3 separate regions of the Gossypium arboreum genome follow, and regions 1 and 2 are each linked to region 3. The links are chromatin contacts, called in public Hi-C maps. All regions are on one chromosome and are shown on one strand. Each heading gives the region's core, a stretch centred on a gene start, on an enhancer-like site or on the middle of the called end of the contact. The rest is flanking DNA. Distances are from core to core; before and after follow the strand shown. Region 1 holds the start of LOC108484190 (hydroxyproline O-galactosyltransferase HPGT3). Region 2 holds the start of LOC108486307 (adenine phosphoribosyltransferase 5-like). Region 3 holds the start of LOC108484177 (probable sucrose-phosphate synthase 1).

Evidence for each region. Hi-C and Micro-C count contacts between places; a contact is called where the count stands out from the background.
Region 1: a contact with region 3 is called in a Hi-C map of leaf, with 5 times the contacts expected there. The contact joins the promoter of LOC108484190 here to the promoter of LOC108484177 in region 3. A contact is called at or near these places in 3 of 5 Hi-C or Micro-C datasets (all in leaf).
Region 2: a Hi-C map of leaf shows a contact between it and region 3, with 4 times the contacts expected there. The contact joins the promoter of LOC108486307 here to the promoter of LOC108484177 in region 3. A contact is called at or near these places in 2 of 5 Hi-C or Micro-C datasets (both in leaf).

Annotation. Positions count from the first base shown.
Region 1 is chr6:101,112,395-101,115,094 of ASM2569848v2, reverse strand. It overlaps LOC108484190 (hydroxyproline O-galactosyltransferase HPGT3), which reads left to right and starts at 1,387. Exons shown (of 12, transcript XM_017787891.2): 1 at 1,387-1,927. The coding sequence starts at 1,803.
Region 2 is chr6:101,724,217-101,726,916 of ASM2569848v2, reverse strand. LOC108486307 (adenine phosphoribosyltransferase 5-like) reads left to right here and starts at 1,430. Exons shown (of 6, transcript XM_017790292.2): 1 at 1,430-1,803; 2 at 1,902-2,012; 3 at 2,457-2,549. The coding sequence starts at 1,704.
Region 3 is chr6:101,454,536-101,457,235 of ASM2569848v2, reverse strand. It overlaps LOC108484177 (probable sucrose-phosphate synthase 1), which reads right to left and starts at 1,429. Exons shown (of 14, transcript XM_017787871.2): 1 at 1,315-1,429; 2 at 948-1,137; 3 at 647-736. The coding sequence starts at 1,130.

The sequences.
Region 1 (2,700 bases), core at 138-2,637, 340 kb after region 3:
AAGGTTTTAGTTGAAATAATAAAATTAATTAATGAACAAGAAAAAATGAAACCATAAAATTAAGATAGCAAATACTATAATGTCTTGAGTTTAAATTTTAATATGCATAGGTATTTTTATATTTTATATAAAAAATAAGAATATTTCAAAATAATATTTGTTGTTTTATAAAAGTAACGGATTTTTGTTAAATTTATAAATCAACTGGAATTTAGTTGATAAATATGTCATGATGTAGTACAAACTATTTATATCATTCACATTGTGGGTGTGTAAGAATAGCAGTAGATTAAATGTTTGCAATTTTTAAATTATGTAAATCGAAATTCTTAAATCTATCTAAAATTTAAAATTATTTATTATTTATAATATTATTTGAGTAATATTATCTATAAATTATCTATCAGATATTTGAATTTATAAAAAACTAATTTCGAAAAAATGTAATTATCTTTAGGAATGCTAAATTTGCAAAAATAAAACTAATTTCATTTTTGTTTGGATATCCTAATTTGTAAAAGTTTGAATTTGAATTGACCAGAATATTTTAGGTTTAAAAGTGTAAAAACTCCTCAAATTTTTTCAAAAATGCAATTAAGTCTCTTTCTCTCTCTTTTGCATCAATTAAACACTTAAACTTTCAAAATGCATCAAACAGGCCCTCAAATTTTTTCAAAAAAAGCAATTAAGCTCTTGCTTTTTTTTTTCACTCAATTAGTACTTGAACTTTCAAAATACATCAAGAAGACCCTCAAAATTTTTCAAAAAAGCAATTAAGCCCATGCTCTTATTAAAATTAGAAAAAATTATAAAAATAAAAAATTTAAATTTTAAAAATATAAAAATATAAAATATAAAATTTTATAAAAATCATAAAAAAAACTAGGGTTGTTAATTTGATTATGATTTTTATAAAATTTACAATTTTTATATTTTTATGATTTTATAAAAATTTCTAATGTTTAATAAATTTTAAATTTTTCATATTTTTATTAAAATTTAATAAATTTTCTAAAATTTATTTTTTTATTTTTATAATTTTTCTAATTTTAATAAAGCCAAGGGCTTAATTACTTTTTTGAAAAAGTTTAGGGTTTTTTGATGCATTTTGAAAGTTCAAATACTCAATTGAGTGTAAAAAAATAGGGCTTAATTACTTTTTTAAAAGTTTAAAGTTTTTTATGTATTTTAAAATTTAAGTATCTAAATAAATAAAAAAATATATAGAAGCTTAATTACTTTTTTTTTTAAGCTTGAAGGTTTTACACCTTAAGCCAATATTTTATATTCATAATCAAATTTATAAGCTGTGAATTTAAATATCCGAATTTTCATCTGTTATTCAAATTAATAATACAAATTTAAGTAATAAATGTGTAAAATACCAATCCACATCTACTTCGAATCCATAATTTTAAAATCCAAATTCCAAATATTAAATAGGGAATATCTGAATTCGTTGTACAATTTGCCAAGATCTAATAAAAATTACCAAAATTAAATTGGTGGGATTGTCCAAGTTCGGTGTAGGCCGAATCTAGGTGGGCTTGGCCTATAGCACCTATCGTCAGTTACCGCTCTCAGATCTCTCTCTTCGTTTTTCTTTTTAATTTCATTTCAAATTTCCGTTTGTTTCTTCTAGTCTTTGATTATCCGTCATTTCTTTTTCATACTTGATTTGAATCCCTACACTGAGTTCGCATTCTCGTTCATTGTAATTATCCGAATTATAAAAGTAGAGATCATCAGAGACCGGCGATCAATTCTCTGTTTCGATTCTTTATATGCGTTAAGAGTGTGATATGGAGGGTTTACCTACGACCACTAAAGGAGATAAACGATGGAGATCTAAGAATCTGCAAACATCCAAGCCTTCTTTGTTGATGGCTTTTTTCTCTTGCATCGCTTGGCTCTATGTCGCTGGCCGGTTCGTATTCTTTTCTCTTCGTTTTTATTTTTTGCTTCTCGATATTCAAATCCATTGCGCAAGTTTCGTCGAATTTGTTTTTCATTTTGGTTTGTATTTAGAAAGGGAAAAAGAAGATCGTAGAATCTAAACTCACATTCAATTAAATCAGCCTAACATTTTTTTGTTGATTATTGGTTTTTTAATAAATTTCCCTAGCTAGGAAATTTTGTTAATCTGAATTATTTTTTATTTTACGAAAATTTGATGAACATTAGGTTTTTTTTTTCTTTTTCTTCATTTTTTTTCTCAATTGTTAATTTCTCCGTCTGTTCGTGGAATTTGGTTTTCCATTTCGGACTGTATTTAGGGAAAAGTTAGGATCGTAGACTCTAAATTTATATTCAATTTCACCTTTTTAAAATAAATTTTCATAGCTGAAATTTTGATTAATCTGAATTATTATTATTTTTGTGAAAAATTGATGAAAATTAGGGGGTTTTTTCCCCCATTTTCTTCATTTTTATTTCTCAATTGTTTATTTGGTTTTCCATTTCTGACAGTATTTAGGGGGAAAAATAGGATCGTAGAATTCTAAATTTATATTCAATTAAATCAGCCTAACATTTTTGTTAATAATTGTTTTAATAAAGTTTCGTAGCTAATAAATTTATTAATCTGAATTATTATTTATTTTTCGAAATTTGATAAAAAAGTTATGTTGTTTTTTCTTTGTCTTCATTTTTGTTTCTCAATTGTTAATTCCAATGCGCTAGTTTGTGGAAGTAGGTTTT
Region 2 (2,700 bases), core at 181-2,680, 270 kb before region 3:
GTTATATTAATTATGTCATTCTATTAGTTAATTGGTCAAGTCAAGTTTTGAATGTCAATTTGAATATTAAATACATGGATCATATTATAAATATGTTTGTATCTACTATATCAAGAACTTCACTTGACGTGTTAAAAAAAGACAATACTAATAAAAATTAGGCTAATTGTTTATTTTTTAATTCATGTGTTTTAAGGTCAAATTCTGCTGTTATTCCCTACACCATGTATATGTTGTGAATTTAGTTTCCATACTCTAATTTGGTTAAATTTTTGTCCATCTACTTTTTGAATTTTGAAATTTAGTCATGACCCAAACGATAGTAATCAAATCGATTAGGTAAAGTTCTACTATCAGTCCATAAGTTGTGATTTAATCCCTATTCTCCAATTTGACTATTTTTGGTCCTTTTACTTTCTGGAATTTTACAATCTAAACATGCCTCGATCAATAGTTGTTAAATCTATTAATTAAAATATTTGTTTTATTATGTTGTCAATGCATTATACATGTGATAATATATTTGCTATATAAGATTTTGGAAATAGCAAAATATAACTTAACAAATTTAACTATTGTCTTTTGGTCAAGATTATAGTTGCAAAATTTGAAAAGTACAAGAACTAAAAATGACCAAATTAAAGTATATAAACTAAATCTACAATTTACGCATAGTAGAAGGACTAATAGTATAATATATCTTTGTGTTTTAAATATGCTCAACGTTAAATTTAAACGGGTTTTTAATGCCCAGCCTAATAGCCAATCTTACGAATGTCCTTATAAATACAATATCGACACTTTGATGACTAAATTAGAGCACTTTAAACTTTGATGACCCAATTTAGAATTTGATGACCCAATTTAGAATTTAAGTCATAATTGAAGGGTGCTTGATGGAATTAACCATTTTTAATAAGGGATAAAAGCAACATTTACTCCGCAAACTTGGTAGCTTTCTCCAACTTGGTCCTTTTAACTTTTTAGTCCACATTAATCTTAAAAACTGGGCAAGTTTTCTTATTTTGACTCTTAAACTAGGATTCCAACAATGTGAGAGAATGTTTCACTATAAAATTATACCATATTATCACTTGAAAATTTATAAAAATTATATAAAATGCAAAAGATTACAAAAAAACCTAAGAAATTATAATTTTCTTTTAAAATATTTCAAATGATGACGTGACAAGTACCATGCCATTATACCTTAATGGAATACAAGTTTAGGAAACTAAAAAGGGAAAAACTACCAAGTGCTAGGACTAATGTGGATTGGGAAAAGAGTTTAAGGACTAAGATAAAAAAAATTACCAAATTCAGATACTGAAGGGTACTTTATCCCTTTAAAACAGCAAAGGAAGATTTATGTGTAAAGCGTGTTAGAAACGTGCCATTGAGAAAAGGTGATGGGTAAAAACATTAATGCCTTTTGGGGCAATGGTTCTTCTTCGGTCTGCCCAAAACATAAATAGACAACAGATTATAGTATTTAATGCACTTACCATATCCTCTCTATGTCTGTGTGTATATATATCTCAAGGATAAACATTAAACAATTGCAACTAACACAAGATTTCATCTTTTTAGTTCAATTTTAAGGAGGAAAAGCAACCCCCCCCCCCCCCCTTCTTTTATCCTCCTGCTATAAACCAAAGGCAGAGCTTTAAAAACTAGAGTGTTGAAACAAAAAAAGTTCAAAAATGGTGGAAATGTTTGCGGCTGAGAATGGACTTAAAGGAGACCCAAGGCTTCAAGCTATATCAAACGCCATAAGGGTTGTTCCTCACTTCCCAAAACAAGGTCTTTTCCCCCTCTTTTTTTTGTTTTTTTGTTTTTTATTTTCACTGAAGGACTGTGTTTTTAAAGAAGACGGTGTTTGTTTCTCGGGGAAAAAACAGGGATTATGTTCCAAGACATAACAACGTTGTTGTTGGATCACAAGGCGTTTAAAAATACGGTGGACATATTTGTCGATCGATATAAAGACATGGATATCTCTGTCGTTGCTGGTACTCGCTATCTTGTCTCTTCTTCTTCTTCTTCTTCTTCTTCTTCTTCTTAACTACTCTGTTTTTTTTTTCTTTTTCTTTTTAAATGTATTTTACTTGGTGTTTTATATATTCTTTTTAGGGAAAGAAATTAAGCAGGTCTTCAAAGCTGATTTGTGCCGATTTATTTATTTATTTATGTTCCTTAATGTTTAGAAGCAGCATTCTTTATAATTAGTTATTATTAATATTTATTATTTTTGACATGGATAATTTTCTTTTATTATTGGAAATGATGTTTTAAAAAATACAAATAAGCTTCTTCATTTATAAAGGTTACAATTAGAGTTAACTATTTGTGGACGATATTATAAAGGTTAAGTTACGTGAATCAAATTTTAAATTTGAGAGATTAAAATGATATTTTGGGCTTTTGTTTTTAAAGATAAAAACATGTTTATGTAGGAGTTGAAGCAAGAGGATTCATGTTTGGTCCAACGATTGCCTTAGCCATTGGTGCGAAGTTTGTTCCTCTGCGAAAACCCAAAAAGTTGCCAGGTACTTGTATATATACATATACACATAAATGTATAAATAATGTATACAAACAGGGGCGGTTTAGGTGGGCTGGCAGGGGTGCGTAACCTCAAAATGGAAATTTTTTATTTAAATCTTTTATAATATATAAAATTTTAAATTATTAATAGTA
Region 3 (2,700 bases), core at 180-2,679:
ATACAAATTGTCCCTGGTCTAAAATAACATGTTGACATGAGTTATTCAAACAGAGTAGTTCATAAAATGCTAAAATTTAAATTTATAGCTTAATTCCAAAGAGAAATGGCTAGACATGCTGAATAGCAAGCAATTTGGTATTCAACTTAAAAATCACCAGTCAAATGAAAAACAAACAAAAAAAATCGCATTATCCTCATGGACAAGCAACTTTACTACCGTTGTTGACTTGTTGTGAAGGTCATCAGAGTTGACCCAAAAACAACACTGTGATGTCCCAAAAACAACACAAATAAGAAATAAAAGAAAATAAATTCACTTCTATTCTACTAACCGCTCAACACCAAATCCAACACCAATGTTGTTTGAACCAGCCGACCGGTCGGATTGGTTTAACCTGGTACGTAGCTTTGAACTGATTAAATCGTGAATCCGTACAACCAATATTTAAATTTTTTTTCATTTTTTAATCGGACCGATCCACCGGCAAACTGGTGGCCTCAACAACCGATCCGGTTTAATAAAACATTGTCCATCACAATCAAAGGAGAAGTTTCTATATTTATTTATATAAATATCAAAAGCAAAATTATATTAGATGCGAAATTCAAACCGAAATAGCATTAAAAAGAAAAGGAAAAAAAACCTGCTTCTTCTTTCGAGCCAAATTCCAAATCCTCCAGCACATATTCTCCAGTCTCGTGTTCCTCTCCTTAGGACCCCTCGTAGCAGCAGCCTAAAACCGAAAAATATATTTTAAAAAAGTATACTTAAATTAAACACTCAAAACAGTCCATTATTCAAATTGAACACAAAAAACAGAGAGACCGGAAGAATTTCGAGTATTACTATGTTTAGAAGAGAGAGAGAGAGAGAGAGAGAGAGAGAGAGAGAGAGAGAGAGAAAGAGTGAGAACAGCCAAAAAGAAGGTGAAAACGAAACCGTACTCGAACCCAAGAACGGTGGAGATCGGTCTCGTCGAAACCAGTGATAACCTCTTCCACGAAGTAACGAGTTGGACTGAAATGACCTCTCTCCCTCAGCAACAATGACGATTTCGCTTCATCGATCCCTGGACCAACGTCCAAGATCGCTTCCAGGTAACTGTTTATCCAATCGTTTCCCGCCATTCTTTGACTGAAAAAATCCACCAAACAAATACAAAAGAATTAAAAAAATAAAAGAAACCGAAGGAACTGAATTTACAGAGTCTATGGCGGTGTAGCAAATATTTAAAAAAAAAATTAAATTAATGATAACAGTATCATTAGGTGCTAGAAAACGGATGATGAAAGAGCGGAAATCTATTAAAACCTGATGAGACAGTTATGTTAAATTTCTTGTGGGTTTTGTTTTCTTTGGGTCCCAAGCGGAGCTTTTGAATTTAAATACAGGGATGAGGTTGACGCGTGTGATAGTTTTCTTGGTTAGAGGGACCAACACGTGTTACGTGATGAAGAAATAAGATATAATAACTAAATTATTAATAACTTTATATTTTAAGTAAAAATTATAAAATTATTATTTAATTATTCAAAATTCTTATTTAAATTATTAAATTATTAAAATTATTGTTTTATAATATTTTCTATTCATATTACTTACACCAATTGAAAATAATTTTTCTACTCTCTTTAAAAATCAATTTATATTAATAAATTAACTTTAAACATCACAATTCTATAAATTAAAATTTAAATATTTTTTTCTAATACAAGACACTTTAGAAGTATCTAAATTTACACATAATAAAAGTATCTAAATTAATTTTGACCATTATTTTAAAGAAAAACTGTTTAGACCTTTTTTCTTTTACCTCCTGACTACGGACGTAATTGTGTGTCAGAGTAAAGTAACATAGTTAAATATTATTTCGATATTTAATTATTATGTAAAATATTGAAAATGAATAAGGGTTAATTCAAAAGATGACCCAATTTATAGACTAAACTCTAAATTTATCCTAAGATTTAAAATTCTACAACTGAATCCTAATATATTAAATATTGTAGGTTTGACATTAAGTCCAAAATGGACATAATGCGGAGCGAAATTTTAACACGTGAATACCAATTTAAACATATGGAGCAATCAGGTCAATTTTACCTTTTAGGGTTTGAAATTTTAAGGATTTTCATACCATATTGTTTCTAATTGCTTCATATGTTTAAGTTAAATTGGTATCTACATCAAAATTTAAGCCATCATTAAACGCTCAAATTTACGATTAAATTAACAAAAAATTCAATGATAATATACTTACATTTTATGAATGGGATAACTCCTAAAATTATACATAAACTATGGTTTAATGTGTAATTGTATACATGAAATTTGATTTTATGTTATTTTATACATAAAATTTTGACTTTATTTCATTCTTGTAAATTATTGACATAATTATTTATATAACGTCATTTTATTTTTATATATTGCATAAATAAATAATTATATTTAACCTATATAAAAATAAATTAATGTATTTATTTCTTTAAATGTGCATAATTAAATTAAAATTAAAGTTTCAAGTATATATTTGAATCACAAATAGAGTTTCAGTATTTATAATTGTACTAAATTAAAGTTGATGTATACAATTGCGCATTAAATCAAAGTTTATATATAATTTTGAGATTTATCCTTTATGAATTTAATTGAATTGAATTTTTTAAAATTTGGAAGCTAATTTAAAATAAGTCC